Linked DNA regions of Sus scrofa: region 2 is linked to region 1. Evidence: chromatin contacts called from public Hi-C data. All regions are on one chromosome and are shown on one strand. The core of a region is the stretch at or near the end of the contact, and the rest is flanking DNA. Distances in the headings are between cores, read along the strand shown. Region 1 has its middle 81 kb from the start of ZFP36L2. Region 2 overlaps LOC106509843 (a long non-coding RNA gene).

What was found. A called contact is a pair of places that touch in the nucleus more often than the background predicts.
Region 2: a contact with region 1 is called in a Hi-C map of retroperitoneal adipose tissue, with 2.3 times the contacts expected there. The contact joins two enhancer-like sites. A contact is called at or near these places in 4 of 47 Hi-C or Micro-C datasets (embryonic fibroblasts, liver and retroperitoneal adipose tissue) and 2 of 2 datasets of contacts at active chromatin or transcription factors (alveolar macrophages and skeletal muscle).

What each region holds. Positions count from the first base shown.
Region 1 is chr3:97,279,612-97,283,939 of Sscrofa11.1, reverse strand. No RefSeq gene overlaps it. Among named protein-coding and RNA genes, the nearest start is that of ZFP36L2, 81 kb to the right of the region's middle. Within about 2 kb of position 2,004, at least 11 of the 83 cell types and tissues checked have an H3K27ac peak or open chromatin away from gene starts, as enhancers often do. A contact at or near this core is called in retroperitoneal adipose tissue, where this site is marked.
Region 2 is chr3:97,552,805-97,557,132 of Sscrofa11.1, reverse strand. All of the region lies in intron 2 of LOC106509843 (a long non-coding RNA gene), which reads left to right. Among named protein-coding and RNA genes, the nearest start is that of TRNAI-UAU, 13 kb to the left of the region's middle. Within about 2 kb of position 2,617, at least 21 of the 83 cell types and tissues checked have an H3K27ac peak or open chromatin away from gene starts, as enhancers often do. A contact at or near this core is called in retroperitoneal adipose tissue, where this site is marked.

The DNA of each region.
Region 1 (4,328 bases), core at 755-3,254:
TCCATGTCGGGGGGCCTGCGTTGGAAGGCCAGCTGGGCCACCTCCAAGCTGTGCAACCTCAGGCAGGTTACTGAACCTCTCTGAGGTGGTCTCCTTATCTGTAAAATGCCTTCCTCTGGGTATTGTGAAGGATTAAATGAGCTTGTGGATGTGTCACCACCTGGTATATAACAGGTGTTTAATAGACTCTAGGGTCACACCTGGGAGAGGTGAGCCCATGGGGTGAGATGAAGAGGTGCTCCTTTCATTCAGGGAGAGGGCAATGCTGACCTAAAGACACAAGGGACCACCAGCCACCCACCTGTGCAGAGACGAGCCGGGGGAGGCTCCAGGCTGGGACCCTGCCTCACAGACCCAGAGCCAGTGGGGTGGGGTGCCGGGGTCCTGCACTTCCCACTGACGTCAGCAGGTGCGGGTGGAGTGGAGCGCTGTGGTATAGGGCCCTTGAACTGTCACACCACGGCCCTGGCTTTCAACTTCCTCTGGGGCCCAGGGTGTGCTCAGCTCGCCCTCCCTTCCTTCCTCCCTCATTCAGGCCGCTTTGGGGAAGCACCAGCCACCCTCCGGCTCCAGTCACTGTGCTCCCTCTCAGCTCCCAGAGTTCATCCCAGGTCACTGTGCTCCCTCTCAGCTCCCAGAGTTCATCCCAGCCCCCCTCCATCAACAGGTCTTTCCCTCATCCCTGCGGGGACTCCAGCATGGCAGGCGGGACCCACCAGGCCTGGGGTGCAGCCAGTAGCAATACTCAGCCCTGACTGGCTGCCTCGGTGGTGCACTGCTCATCCCTGACCTCCCTGGATGTGGGTGTTTTTATTCCCTTTCTTCTTGAGGAACTGAGGCTCTAGGAAAATAGGAGCTGTGGGCACTGAGGTGGCAAAGTTGACAGGCATTCTTCCTGCAGGAGCCTTGCAAGGCAGAGGGGCCTTGGCAAGGCCAGAAGACAGAGGATGCAGGTGGTGGACCAGTCTGAGGCTGGGATGGGGGCTTAGGGGACTCCCACCCCACAAATGGCTACAGGCCACAGTGTACAGGCCCCTCCCCCCACCTGCTGCTTTAGGACTCCCAGGGGGCCTGGCACTCTGAGTCTCCAGCCAGCTCCCAGGTGGCCTGGAAGCTGCTGGCTCAGTCTGAAAGGCCAGAGCTGAGAGCTGAGCCACAAGCCCCATTGGAAGACATTTCTCAGGTCCTTTCTGGCAGGAAACAGACATCCTTTCCAGCTATCATTTATTGACAACTTTCTTGCAGAGCAGGTGCTGTGCTAAATGCTTTGCATATATAAACCTATGTAATTCTCACAACAGCTCTGTGAGGCAGGACGCTGGGGCACAGCGAGGTTAAGCGACTTGCCTGAGGTCACACAGAACTGGCATTCAAACCAGGATGCCTGGCTCCAGAGGGCACCCTCACCTCTCCTCAAAGTGGAGATCCCTGGAGCAGGGGAGGCCCAGGACCAGGGGTTTGGGTTGGACCTGGCGGGCATTGGGGAGCCATGGCAGGGTTCTGAGCCAGGGATCAGTATGCTCCCAGGACTGGCTGGACAACTGGACCCCACTGAGGGCTGAATACACCACCCCTCCCACAGGGATGTGGTTAGGACAGAAGGCGGCAGAACAAGACTTCCCCCAAAGAAAAGACCTGAGATGAGGTTGGCAGGCCATGTGCTGGGCATGAAGTTGTGAAGGTGGGAGCTCAGGCACAGGGAAGGGAGCCAGCAGCTCCCTGCCCCCAGTGGGTCGGCTACAGATGGGTGCTCGGTTCCTGTGCCTGGGGCCTAAGAGCTGCCAGCCTACGGGGGCCACCCGGTGTCCATCTGTCTGCGTGCACATGTGTGTATTCGCGTGTGTAAGAAGGCAGGGAGAAGGGGCCTTTGCGTGTGCCTGTTTGCAGGGGAACCTGTCCCCCACCCCCACCTGCTGCTGCAGCCACAGAGAACAGGATGCCCTGACTCCAATCTGCACCTCTAAGGCCTTGAAACCACAGCCACCACGTCAAGGGCGAGTGCACAAGGGCTGGCGGGAGGTGGGGCCCTGGGTGCAGGGTCTGCAGGTGTGAGCCAACAGACGTGTGCAAGGCTGCCCTGGGGGTGTGGTTCCAGGGAGGGGGGCAGGTGGGGTGGAAGGGAGCTGGTCCTCCCCTGGGAGGGAGCACAGCGTCCATCCCCTCTGACCACAGGTTGCGGGGTCCGACAGCTAGCCCCCGTCTGGCCCCTCAGAGGACCAGCCTTTGCTTGTGCAGCTGCTCTCCTCTGGGTGACAGTCCTAACAACACTGTACAAAGGTCTGTAGAGCATCTAAAATGGCCCAGCAGTTCCAGGCACTTGGGAAACATCCACGAGCAAAACAAAGATCCCTGCCCTCGTGGGGTCAATATTCTTGTTGGGGAGACACAGTAGATGAAGCAAGTGAAGTCAGGTGTGTCAGTAGGTGGCAGGTGACACAGGGGAAGAGAGGAGATGGAACCACGCTGAGAGCTGTAATGTGCTGGGGGGGTGAGGGGGAGGGGCTGTGCTGGGGGGGGTGACAAGAGGGGTGTGTGCCCATGTGTACACAGGTCACAGTATTAAACTGGGTGGTCCACGGAGGCCCTACTGAAAAGGTGACATTTCAACAAAAGCTTGGAGAAGGAGCCAAGCAAGGTCTGGAAGAAAACATTCCAGACAGAGGAAATAGCTAGAACAAGGGCCCTGAGGCAGAGGCATGCCTTGCCAGGACTGAGGGAAGGACAACCTGGCCTGCTGGTGGACCGACGTGGCCCCACGCCTTCTGGCATCTGCTCACCTTGCCAAGAGTGAGGGCTGACGCCCCGTGGGTTAAAGAAAATGGACCTTCTGGTACCTACAGCAAAAGCGAAAGGGCTCCCACAGGAACCAGTGTCATGGGAAGTAGGGGACAGAGAGGGACAAAGGGTTTAGACCAGAAGGAGCCTACCACCCCTTGGGGGCCTGAGCTCAGGGAGAAGGCCCTAGACTGGGGGCCTCTAGGGGGAGGGTGGGGGAAGTCTCTGGGGTCCCCAGGCTCCCTGACCAACCTGTGCCTGGGAGCTCACTGAGAGAGTGCAGTGAGGAGCTGCATCCTGCTGCCTGGGGGCCAGCTGGCCACTCGGGGGCAGGGAGCCTGCCACCACCTGCCTCTGCTGAGGCTGCCAGCTCCTTCTGCATTCAAGCACCCCATGGCGGTTGGGCGGGGGGCAGTTGGCCTCAGGAGAGGGAAGCTGATGGCTGATCAGGGGACGGGATGTGTCTACAGCCCCACCCAGCCCTGCAGTTTGTGCGAGATGGAGTTCTAGAAGGCAGATCCCCTCTAAGCCAGCCAGACCACCACCAAAGGATGGGGGTAGCAATGACTGAGAGAGGGGATGGCGGGAGGTTAGGAACTAGAAAAAAGGGAGGAGGCTTGACCTGGGCCTTTTAGGATGAGAGCAAATCTGAATGGGTGGAGAGGAGAAAGGACAAGTCCATGCATTCACACACTGGCACACACAGGTGACACCACACACACACAAACACACACACACACACACATACTCGGTCCCTTAAGCTTCACCACCCTCCCCCAAAACACACAGGTTTTCATAGCCGGAGATATCCACTACACCTCACAGATGCCAAAGTAACACTCAGACACACATGCACTGGGGACATTTACACTCACGTAAGACATGCCAGCACCAGGGCACACACAGAGTCACACACCCTCAGAGACCTAGAGTGGGTCCCCTGGGCACCAGAAGCACATTGACTCCTTAGAAACGGACTTGGGAGAAGATGATGATGTGTCTGCAATGCATAGCAGAACAGAGGCTGGAAAGTAGGGCAGAGGGGGACAGATGGAGATGGGGTGACAGATAGACCCAGAGAAAGGAACGTCGCAGCCACACCCACCTGCAGATGGCACACGCCTTAGTACTTGTCACCCTCCCTGCCCGTGAGAGATACCACTCAGCCACCCTATGACGTTGCAAAGTCACTCAGCCTTTTCTCCAAGTTTTTCTTGGATGAAATGAGAATCTGGTAACATCTGCTTTCCAAATTTCAACCGCAAATCGACAGGTAGATCCTGTTTGCTCTGCCTCCCAAAACACTGTTCAGAGTCCAGCCACTTTTCCCTCCTCCAGGGAACCCCCTGGCCAGGCCACCGTCCACCAGCTTCCCTGCCTCCCCTCTTGCTCCCTGAAGCAGTCTGTGGTCCACTTGCAGCCACTGACCCTCTCCTCCCAACCTACTGGTGTGTTTCCATCTCATCCACCGCACAGAGGAAAATCCTTGCGATGGTCCCAGAGGAGCTGCCCACCCCTCCCTTTTCTCCCTTCTGGCTTCAACTCCAGCCATG
Region 2 (4,328 bases), core at 1,368-3,867, 270 kb before region 1:
CCCGCTTCCCCTTTAGTCTTTCCCATCCCGCTGTCCATTCACCTGGATTCTAAGCAAAGAGCTTAGGTGGCGGCCTTCATGGCCCCTCTTTTGCTCCCCCCTCGGTCTAATCCATCAGCAAGTGCTGAGTCTCCCTCCAGTATGTATCCTGGACCCTGTCCTTCTCTCCATCCGCAGTTTCTGTCACCTCTCAGTTGGACTCTGCAGTAGCCTCTTCACTGACTCCCTGCCTCCACTCTCATCCCTCTCCTGTTCCTTCTCCACACAGAAGCCCAGATAGGACCTTAATAACACAGATCAGATACCATCATTTCCTTGCTTAAAACCACTGACGGCTTTCCATCACATGCAGGATAAAATGCACAGGCCTCCAGTGGCCCAGAAGGTCCCACGTGTCTGCACCAGCCCCTGCCCACCTCCCAACCTCAGCTCCTGTCACTCTGTCTCCACTTACTCTGCTCCAGCCACGCTAGTCTTTCTGTTCCTTGTTTCTGCCTCAGGGCCTTTGCAAGGGCTGTTCCTTCTCCTGGAAGACCTTTGCTCAAATCTTAGGGGGTTGGCTCCTTAACCTCCAGGGCTCGGTCACATGTCACCTCCTCAGAGATGCCTTTGAATATAGGATAGCAGTATTTACTATTATCTAAAATCATTGTGTTTATATAAGTGGGAATTGTTTTTCTCCCACAACTAGGATATTCCTCCTGTGCCAAGCTGATAGGAACTCAACAGATATTTAAGAATGAATGGGTGCAGCGGAAACGAGCCCAACTAGGAAACATGAGGTCTTGGGTTTGATCCCTGGCCTTGCTCAGTGGGTTAAGGATCTGGCGTTGCGGCGGCTGTGGTGTAGGCCCGCACCCATAGCTCCAATTGGACTCTTAGCCTGGGAACTTCCATATGCTGTGGGTGAGGCCCTGAAAAGGACAAAAAGACAAAAAAAAAAAAAAAAAGAAGAGTATGACTGGAAGATAATAGAGGAGCAGCACCTGGGTGCAAATGTTAAAGCTGAGTAGATAACATGGGTCCCATCGCTGTGGGTTTGCTTTGCAGATTCCAGGTCTGGAGCCTGGTTTTTAGAAAGTTCTTTGGAGTCTTTCCAAGGGGTTGTCCCTGAGTGTGTGCTGTGCCCCAGGTGACGCCCATCTGGTTGAAGCGTATTGTTCCCACCAGAAGCTGATGAGAAGACACAGCGTGTGGGGGCAGTGACTGGGAAATATTACCGTGCACACTCCTGGGCTACAGCCCATGGTTATGTGCCGCCCTAGAACTGGGCTGTGAGGAAAGGACATCCCGGATGGCCTGGGACAGCACCAAAGATCCTTCTCTTCTTGAAAATTCCCTCATTCAGTGTAAGCCAGGTGGGTTGGTCACCCTCAACACAAGGTGTTCAGAGAGAGGCAAATAGCTTAAAGTGGCTTCTTGGAGGAGCTGAGATGGAAACAGTTCCCATCCTAGACTTTGGGTGTTGACTGTCCCCTTGGCCCTGCCTTTGAGTAAGTCTGGGTTTCTCAGGCACCAAATCCAGACAGAAGGGTAAGGAAACCATTATTTCTTGAACACTTGCAATGAACTAGCTACTGCTGTAGGGACTTTTTTACCCAATTGATTCCTAATCTATGGAAGCCTTCTTATTGCTTCTCTTTTAGGAGTTCCCTGGTGGCCCAGTGGGTGAAGGCTCTGGTGTTGTCACTGCTGTGAAGCAGATTCGATCCCTGGCCCCAGGGAACTTCCATATGCTGAGGGCAAGGCCAAAAAAAAAAAAAAAAAAAAAGAAAGAAAAAAAAGAAGCAATTGTATTTTCTTCTTCTTCTTTTTTTAAAAATTGTTATTTCCCCAATACAATTTTTTTTTCTACTATACAGCATGGTGACCCAGTTACACATACATGTATACATTCTTTTTTCTCACATTATCGTGCTCCATCATAAGTGACTAGATGTAGTTCCCAGTGCTATACAGCAGGATCTCATTGCTAATCCACTCCAAAGGCAGTAGTTTGCATCTATTAACCCCAGGCTCCCAATCCACCCCACTCCCTCTCCCTCCCCCTTGGCAGCCACAAGTCTATTCTCCAAGTCCATGATTTTCTTTTCTGTGGAAAGGTTCAATTGTGTCATATATTAGATTCCAGATATAAGTGATATCATATGGTATTTGTCTTTCTCTTTCTGACTTCATTCAGTAAGAGAGTCTCTGGTTTCATCCATGTTGCTGCAAATGGCATTATTTTGTTCTTAAAAAAAAGAAGTGATTTTAGAGGCAGGACACTGAGGCTCACGAGGTTATGTAATTGCCTGAACTCAGACGTATATCAACCAGAGAAGGTAGGAGGGACCTAGTCCTCGTGACACAGAAGCCCAGGCCCTTTCTAAGGGGTTTTGCTATGTGTATGGGGGTGTGTGTGTCAGAGATGTGACTGGGGACTTCAACTTTACAGTCGTCCCTCAGCCCTCAGGATGGGGCTCTCCTGGGATCTAGGGAGGACCCCCAGCAACTACTGAAATAGTTAAGAAAGGGGCACCCAGGAGGTATTTGTCTTTGTGCTGTCTCAGGCCTAGCTGCACAGTTGGCCCTTTACCACCAGGTGGCGCTGTGGCTCTGCCTTAGAGGGCTCCCCCTAGTAGTGGAGCCTGAGCAGTGCGGACCTTAGGGAATAGCCACTGACTTTATTTTATCTACAGCCTACAGGGCAACTGGGGGCCTGTCCAGAGCTTTCTGCCTTTCCTGGACTCTGGCAGGCCGAGGAGAGAGGGGGGCAGGAGGTCTGGAGAGGAAGCGGCTTGGGCCAACGCAGGGTGTTGGCAGTGAGGGTTGACTGTCCAGCAGTTGTCAGGAGGAGGGGCAGGGACTCTGTCCTGGGCTAATGGGACACTGACCCAAATCATCTCCCAGTGGGAGCAAAACACGTTGGGAAAAGTGGACTTGCTCCCCAGTGGGCTGGGGTTTGGGCAGAGAAAAGGTACTCTTCCTGCCCCACAGACTGTTTCATCCAGTGAAGGCCTGGATTGGGGGGAGGGATGGCCCTGGTCATCTGCCTGTTAGCCCTCTGCTGACCACAGGCAGAGCCTTAGCCAGGTCCCCATCCGTCCTCTGGTTGCCCCTGCCCTTTGGGAAAATGGCTCCGAGGATGCCGGTCCTTAGGAGCTGGATCTTTAATCACCTGTTTTGTATAGAAGGACTCATCCAAAGCTCTACCCCAGGGCTCAGGCCTTCGAAATTCTCATCAAAAAACAACACTGCGACAAACTTTTAACTCTTCTTCAAAGCCCACACCAGTTCCAGGTCGTGATTTGCTATGTATCAGCAGCTTAACAGTGGGCTTGGCCTGCAGTGTCAATGTCAGAACATAAAATAAGGGGTTCCGGGAGTTCCTGTCATGGTTCAGTGGTTAACGAATCCGACTAGGAACCATGAGGTTGCGGGTTCCATCCCTGGCCTTGCTCAGTGGGTTAAGGATCCAGCGTTGCCGTGAGCTGTGGTGTAGGTTGCAGATGCAGCTCGGATCCTGAGTTGCTGTGGCTCTGGTGTAGGCCGGCGATTACAGCTCCAATTAGATTCCCTAGCCTGGGAACCTCCATGTGCCACAGGATCGGCCCTAGAAAAGGCAAAAAGACAAAAAAAAAAAAAAAAGACATAAAGGAGGGGGGGTTCCTATTGTGGCTCAGCAGGTTAAGAACCCAATTAGTATTCATGAGGATGTGGGTTTGATTCCCTGGTCTTGCTCAGTGGGTCAAGTATCTGGCATTGCCACAAGCTGTAGTGTAGGTTGCAAATGTGGCTCAGATCCTGCGTTGCTGTGGCTGTGGTGTAGGCCGTCAGCTGCAGCCCTGATTCAACTCCTAGCCTGGGAATTTCCATATGCCGTGGGTGCAGCCCTAAAAATAAAGAAAGGAAAAAAAAAGAACATAAAAATAAGGTCCCATCTCAATAGCTCCAGTTTTCCTCCTGCTCCTTCATGCTTTCTCCTGGTGGGCAGCCTGCCAGCCCCTCAGCCCCTCAGCATGTGTGAGTTTAGCAAAGCCCATCAGAGAGCAGGTGGTGGGGGTGGGAAAGAAGGATAGGGAGTGTGTGTGGGGGGCTTTGGGAAAGAAAGGTGCTTGGAAGAGGGACAGGGGAGCAGAAAGCAGAGGGTGGGTGCTGCTGGAGACACTTAGTCACTTTCTCTGCTTTCTGGGCTGAGGGTTGGGGCAGAAGTTCCCCTTAGGAATTTTTTTTAGTATTACATTTTCTTTCATAAACTGTTCACATAGAATCAATTAAAATATTTTTTGATTTATATTGAAAATGCCATCTTTTTCTTTTTTAGTCAATAGATAATATACTCAAAG